Regions from separate parts of the Gossypium hirsutum genome. Here region 1 is linked to region 2. A link is a contact called in public Hi-C data. All regions are on one chromosome and are shown on one strand. Each heading gives the region's core, a stretch centred on a gene start, on an enhancer-like site or on the middle of the called end of the contact. The rest is flanking DNA. Distances are from core to core; before and after follow the strand shown. Region 1 holds the start of LOC107912673 (receptor-like protein kinase FERONIA). Region 2 has its middle 5.7 kb from the start of LOC107912671.

Evidence for each region. A called contact is a pair of places that touch in the nucleus more often than the background predicts.
Region 1: a Hi-C map of fibers shows a contact between it and region 2, with 1.5 times the contacts expected there. The contact joins the promoter of LOC107912673 here to the enhancer-like site in region 2. A contact is called at or near these places in 8 of 34 Hi-C or Micro-C datasets (anther, cotyledon, fibers and 2 more).

The regions. Positions count from the first base shown.
Region 1 is chrD11:17,517,824-17,521,102 of Gossypium_hirsutum_v2.1, forward strand. LOC107912673 (receptor-like protein kinase FERONIA) reads left to right here and starts at 1,458. Exons shown (of 2, transcript XM_041106328.1): 1 at 1,458-1,638; 2 at 1,800-3,279. The coding sequence starts at 2,764.
Region 2 is chrD11:17,455,062-17,458,709 of Gossypium_hirsutum_v2.1, forward strand. No RefSeq gene overlaps it. Among protein-coding and RNA genes, the nearest start is that of LOC107912671, 5.7 kb to the left of the region's middle. Within about 2 kb of position 1,405, at least 5 of the 9 cell types and tissues checked have an H3K27ac peak or open chromatin away from gene starts, as enhancers often do. A contact at or near this core is called in cotyledon and fibers, where this site is marked.

The DNA.
Region 1 (3,279 bases), core at 208-2,707, 63 kb after region 2:
GCTATATGGCTTTCTCTGTTCGCGTTACTTGCACCAATCAAAAGCTCTCTTTCCCATTCTCTTCTACAGTTTAGTTCTTTTTATCGTCACGAATCAGCGAACCAAAATTCAAACAATTTTTTTCTTTGATCTCCAACATTGATCGTTAGACCAAATTGGATCTGAGGTATGTTTTTCTACTTGTCGATGAGGACTGATCCACCATATCGATTGCAGAATCGTCGTTTGTGTTAGAATTGAGTGACCTGAATCCTTATTAAAATAAAATATAGTGATAAAATAAAATAAAAGTAAAATCCATATAAAACTACACTTCTTTTATTTTATTTTAGAATAAGGTTTTTCAATCTTATTACACTTCATATATTTGATGTTGATTAGAATAAGGTGTTTCAATCTAACTACACTCCTTCTATTAGAATATGGTTTTACAAGCCTATAAATAGACATAGTCTACTCTTCTTGTAATCATTCGAATTCGATTTAGTGAATTATCTTATCCTCTGCCCGTGGTTTTTTTTCCTAAAAGAGTTTTCATGTAAAATCTATGTGTTCTTTATTTTTCTTTATCTTTACTTTGTGATATATTGTCATTATCAACGTTCTTTTTTTTAACAGTTTGCAAGTAGAACTTAAAAACAAACAACTTAATAGTCCAATGACTTAATTAAAAAAATTTAAATAGATTAGTGGCTTAAATGAAAATTTTTAAATAATTCAATAACCAAACTGTATCTTTTCTTAGTTAAATGACAAAAACGAAAATTGACCCATAGTTTAGTGACTAATTATGAATTTACCCAAAAATAAAAGAATTCTTTAGTTTTATCCTTATCTAAAGCAAAGAAATTCAGCTCAACGACAGAGCCAAGTAGAGGTCTAGGGGGCATCCAAAGTTTAATTTTTTTTCAATTTAGTCTTTTGTAAATATACTATGACTCTCCCAAAAATATAAGTAGGCCCCCCAATGTTTAAGATATTTGCAATTTCCCCTTTTGTATATAAATTATAACCCTCGTGACAATACAAGTAGGCCCTCCAATATTCTTTTAGTATTAAAAATAATATTAAAAAAATTATTCTTGATAAAGACAAAGAAAAATATTTTTAAAGAAGCTAAATTACTCATGATGATTTTTGAATTATATATTTTTTAAATAATAATAATTTAATATTTATTTAATATTTTACTTAAAATAATAAAATTTTATAAGTAATATTATATATATATATATATAAAAAGAAAAGAAAAAATGAAAAGATTTTTATCATTATTTTCCTTATTGGTGTATGGCAAGAGAAGAAGAAAAAAATTATTTATTATTTTTCCTCCAAATTTTAAGTATAAAGTATGTTTCTTTTTTAAAAAAATTATATATTTTAAAATTTTAAAGCTTGTTTTATATATACATATACCAATAGTTTTTTTTTTTATCAAGTTATTAAAAAGCGCGATTAAAAGATATTGGTGGAAGATTTATGATGAAAAAATAACATGCAATCCATTTTCCCCCATGAAATCGTCTTTCGAAGCATTCCATTGTCGTTTTCGATTGCTAAGTGCTCAATCTGGAGGGTCTACTCCACGGCGGTCAACCTCAAGTGCGATAGCAAGTCTGGCGAAGCTTCCTCCATCTAGTAAGTATTCTCGTTTACCGTGAGTCCTTTCTTTGCTAGTAAATAGCTACAGTGTTTCCAAATCTTTGAGTATATGAGAACTTAAAGTATGAAATTGTCTTGAAATAATTTTCCCATCAATATGATATAAGCACTGATTACGGATCTATTATTTTCTACAGCTTTCGACTTCTGTAGAATTGTCAAGCTCTCTCTCTCGAGTTCAACGTGATTGAAACCCTAATCGGAAGCAAACTGGAGCACTTGAATTGCCGCTAAATCTGTTGCTGCAAAAGAACCCGATACGTTACTATTTTTCAACGCAGAAGCTACCATAACCAGTCCTTCATGATTTCTAACTACAATCCTGATAAATTTGTTGCAAGCTGAAATCCAACATCAAAATTTATTTTAACACAAGGGGGTCCTAACTCACAGTCCGAAGAGATGCAGAGGGTAATCTGAAATTGGTCAGTGCCTTGAGTTTCATCAGATAAGATTTAATTAAGCTAACCATATCTGAACCCGATTAACTAAAACCCTCATTAACAAACTTGTTGCGAGAATACCATTGCCCATGTGGATAACACAAATGTTAGTACATTTTGTGTAACAGCCGATTTTTTTTCAGTGGTGACCCTTCAGCTTTGAAATTTTTCTTCTTTTTTTTTTTCAGAAAAATTCTCTAAGTTACCGGTTTAGTTCCAACTTGTTTCTAATGCGTATTTCAAGTTCTGAGGCTCGTATAAAAGACAGTATATATGATTTTGATTTGTTTTATAATGAATATTGATATGTAATGAAATACTCAATACCCCTATTCCGGCGACAGATATGGTTAGGGTGTTACATTTTGCATTACCAAGTTGGCTAAAACCATGCTCTAACCACTTTGCCTCTATGTCTATATTATCTGATGAGGTCCAACAGTATCCAGTTGATCCCAAACTGGTTTGATGGATGTGCAGCCACTGATGGCATGGTTTAATGTTGGTCAGTGCATTTTTGAAGGAATAACATTAAACCACTAGACGGAGCAGATGTTGTAAGGTAAAACCTAGCGACGGCATTGATTTTAACCAAGTCTCTTCTAGCCTCGTGAATCGCCATCCTCAATTCTCAACTACCATCATTGAAATTTCTTCAATGTCACTTTCACATTTCTTTCAAGTCTCTAAAAAGGCATTTGGCTTCGTTTCGCGACGGGGGAGTCAACCAAATTTTACGCTTCCAGAGGAACTATGCATTCGTCAGTTTTCACTAGCAGAGATCAAAGCTGCGACTGCCAACTTCGATGAAGGCTTGATTCTTGGTATAAGTAATTTTGGATCTGTATACAAAGGGGTTATAGATAATGGGACCTTTACTGTTGCTATCAGACGCATGAAATTTAGTCTGAGTGCGTTCCGAACTGAAGTGGTATTCCTTAGCCAGCTGAACCACTTAAATGTTGAATCTCTCATTGGATTCTGCAATGAGAAGGGGGAAACAATCCTTGTTTATGAATACCTGAGCAATGGATCGCTCTCTGATTGTCTCCATGGTAATGGTATCAGTTGCAATCCAATTCCCTGGGAAAAGAGGCTACAAATCTGCATCGGTGCAGCGCGTGGATTACATTACCTTCATACCGGAGCAAAGTACATAGTACTGCACCGCAAC
Region 2 (3,648 bases), core at 155-2,654:
ACTCAAATTTAGCTTGTCTTAAGTCATATTTCAAAAAGATGAAATCGATGTCAAAATTCATATTGAATCGAAATTTATATATAATTGAAGATTTTTTTTCAAAATGTTTGAATTGATTTTCAATAATATAAATAGAAAGAATTAGTTAATGAATTGGAATACGAAAAAAAATCTTAAATACTTATATTTAAAATTATAAAATAAATTTAAAAAAATCCAGCAATTGTAAGTTTCTGTTCCTGGTATCTTAAAGGAGAAATAAGAGATTTACCGTCCATTGGGGGATTCCCCACATGAACAACATTAAATCAAATTCATGTTATGAACTAAACTTAAAGTGATACCAACCTCCAACCTCCACATTCCAAACCCAACAAGAAGTGAGCTGGCGACACACCAATCAACTTTAATATCTGCTTTCTTAACAAAGCTTTTTGTTATATAGATTTTCTTATGTTTATATATGGGTGCACCAAAAGTTGTCATTACTGCTGTAGCCGTTGTAAACTACCTTTTAAACAGCAGATTGAAAAGCTACCGAGATAACGGACATTAGCACGTCATTCAGCCGTTATAAAAGAAGAGAAATTAGCTGGCTCATCACTGGATCCATCCAATTCATTAATTAAACCCCGAAATAAATATTTGACAGTGTTAATAAAACATTATATTTAAATTTAAAAATTTAATATTCATTTAAGCAAAATTTTAAATTACTTTAGAATTGGTCAAACATTATACATAGATTTTGTTAGTACTCTATGCCAATGCCATTTGTATTATTCCTAGTATGCTTAAAATCCACTAATGCTAGAACACACGTCACAAATTCTAAAATAACATTTTATTTTATGACCATTTTCCAAATTATATGTACAATTCAAGTCTGATTTAACAATTAATTTTGTTTTAAAGGGACTGCTCAAGTCTTGTTTCTTGTTTTGTACCACATTTTCACTTTTAGTGTTTAATATTTTTTTTTGTGTATCAATATTTTAAAAAATAATATTTTTAAAAAATATGATGTGTCATGTATAAATTAATTCCCATTAGAGATTTAACTGTAAAAGGATTAAAATATAAGCGCCCAAAAAATTAAATGATAATATTACAAAGTTTATCAAAATAAAAATACCCTAAAAATTGGATCACCTTAGTTACCCCAATATTTTTTAATAGCGTTGTGTTGTGAACAGCCCTCAAACCACAGGAATAAAATTCGATAGTCCCTACCCACCATTTCCCAACCTGCCTGCCTTTGCCAGCAAACGCCTCTCTTTATATTTTTAAGCAAATCAAAGTGATCGAATCAGATCCCTTATCTGTCACCCCCACCCTCATATATACACATTCATTAAGCACTAGTTTTTATCTCCAACCGTGTCAGAGAGAGAGATTGGGTGGCTCTTGAATTTCTCCAATAATGGTGATGGGAATGAAGAATTGGTCAGTAAAGAAGAAGGAGAGGTTCTGGGGCAGCTGGAAACTCTCATCAGCTTTCAAGTGGAAGAAACCCATTGATTTCCAGGTGAAGATAATCGACAATTTGGTATTCAGAGTTCTTTATGTTGTAGAAGCCGTAGTTCTTGTCTCCACTCTCTGCTTCTTCTATCTTTGCTGCGGCTGCAACATTTAATTCCTCTTCTTTCTTTCATTCTTCCCTTTTTCTTTCTTTTTATTTTACCTATATCGCAATAGATGATTGTAAGGTAACCTTATCATTCTTCTTTTTTGTAATTCGTTAAAATTCTTTCTAGTTTTGCTCTTCAATTTTTTCCAGGGAAATGTTTCCTCATCGTAACTTTATATTATATATAAAAACTACAGTGTGTTAGAATTTTATTTGGTTGAATTTGTTTTATTTACTTATCATTAAGGAAGGATGCATATGATGTTTGTTCTACTATGGAGGATTAATGATATATATTAGAAATTTATTTACTGCAATTCTTAATAATTGTTCGTATTGGCTATCGAGAAAAGAAAAATTAATGTGCTAAATGATTGGAGATAAAAATAATAATCTATTGGAAATTTAAAACTAAATGTTTAATATCTCATATTCAAACTATTTTAAATTGATACAGTGTTTTTTTTTTTAATATTGAAATTGCTATTGTGTTTTAAATATTGATTTATAAATAAAAATTGAAAAAAAGAATGGAAACAAATTGTAAGGTCCGACAGGCGGCCTCGTAAAGCTGGTGCAAGTCTGCATTTGTCCAAGTTAAAGCCGGCAAACTCCAGGCCGCTTGGAGGAGATGCACAAGTTTATCCACGTCACATAAATTCAATAATTAAAATATAAACTTATTTCACCCTTCAAGTTCATTAAAAAAAATCATTTGTCATTCATTTAATTTTTCATATTTTTTAGATCTTAAATTAGTATTGTTTTTCAAATCACCTTAGTATAGATAGAGAAGTCAACATCTGTATTTATTTAAATAAGTAATTTTGCAAACGACAGGTTGCAAGTGAATAACACATATAATTATTTTGTAGATGTATCTATCAAAATCATATAATATCAAAATTGTCCACATGGTAGATGAATGAGCCAATATTCATTTTAGAAATGCAAGATATTAAATCTCAACTTTAGCTAGTGAGTTTCTAATAATCAATTTTCATTAAAAACAAGCAACAAATGAGAATTCTTTAAATTTAAGAATCTTCCAGTTCTTTAATGGATGTCCAAATGAATTTTTAAGTAATTTTCGAAGATCTATTGATGTTATATCCACACGAGCTTATGCTCCTACTATTATGGTGTGTAGGGTTGGACAAATTCTAAGGAACTCTTACCGTGGAGTGTAGCGGATGGATGTGTAGGGAAATTTTACTATTAAACTTGCATACTGCACACTTACTGATATCACTGTAAAATTGATTATATGATATGTACTGCATATTGCAAAATTGTATGTTATTATTTATTGTTTAATTTGCATACTGCTTATGTGTTAAGACCACATTGAGTTTTATACGTCACCCCTTACTTTTTCCTATCTTTTCAGATAACTATTGAGGTTAGGGCTCAGACTCAACATTCGAAGCAGTCGTTTGTTTTCATTTAAAAACGTATTTTTAAACTATTTTATTAATTCTTTTGGACTTTGCATTGTTTTAAACGGACTGTGACATGGAATTTAACATTCATATGGGGTGTTTAAATACAGGATTTGATTTTATATGCTTTTACCGTCAAACTCATTTTGAATAAGTTTTCAGGATTTTACTTTCAATTATTTTATAATGGTGGAAATATGATTTTCCTAACAATTTTGGAATCAAAATCAAATTGAACAAGATAATTAAAAATAAATTGACGATTCTTAATGTAATAAGTATCTACCGTGACTTTTTGAAACCAAACGAAATTGTTTTCTTGAGAACGGTTCTCATCAGTTTTATAAAACGATGGTTCCTTCTATGAATTTTGAGACTTTTTACTATCAAACACTTTTTACTAAACTTGAAAATGTTTTACGTCCTTTTGATGACTAATATAACTTTCATGATTCGACCATAACGTATGGGCCAGATTGGGGAGGTTACAAAAATAATAATTTTAAAAAATATAAAACCATTTTTACAATTTATTTTTTTGTCAAAGCCTGCTATTAGACCTCTTAATTTGCATAA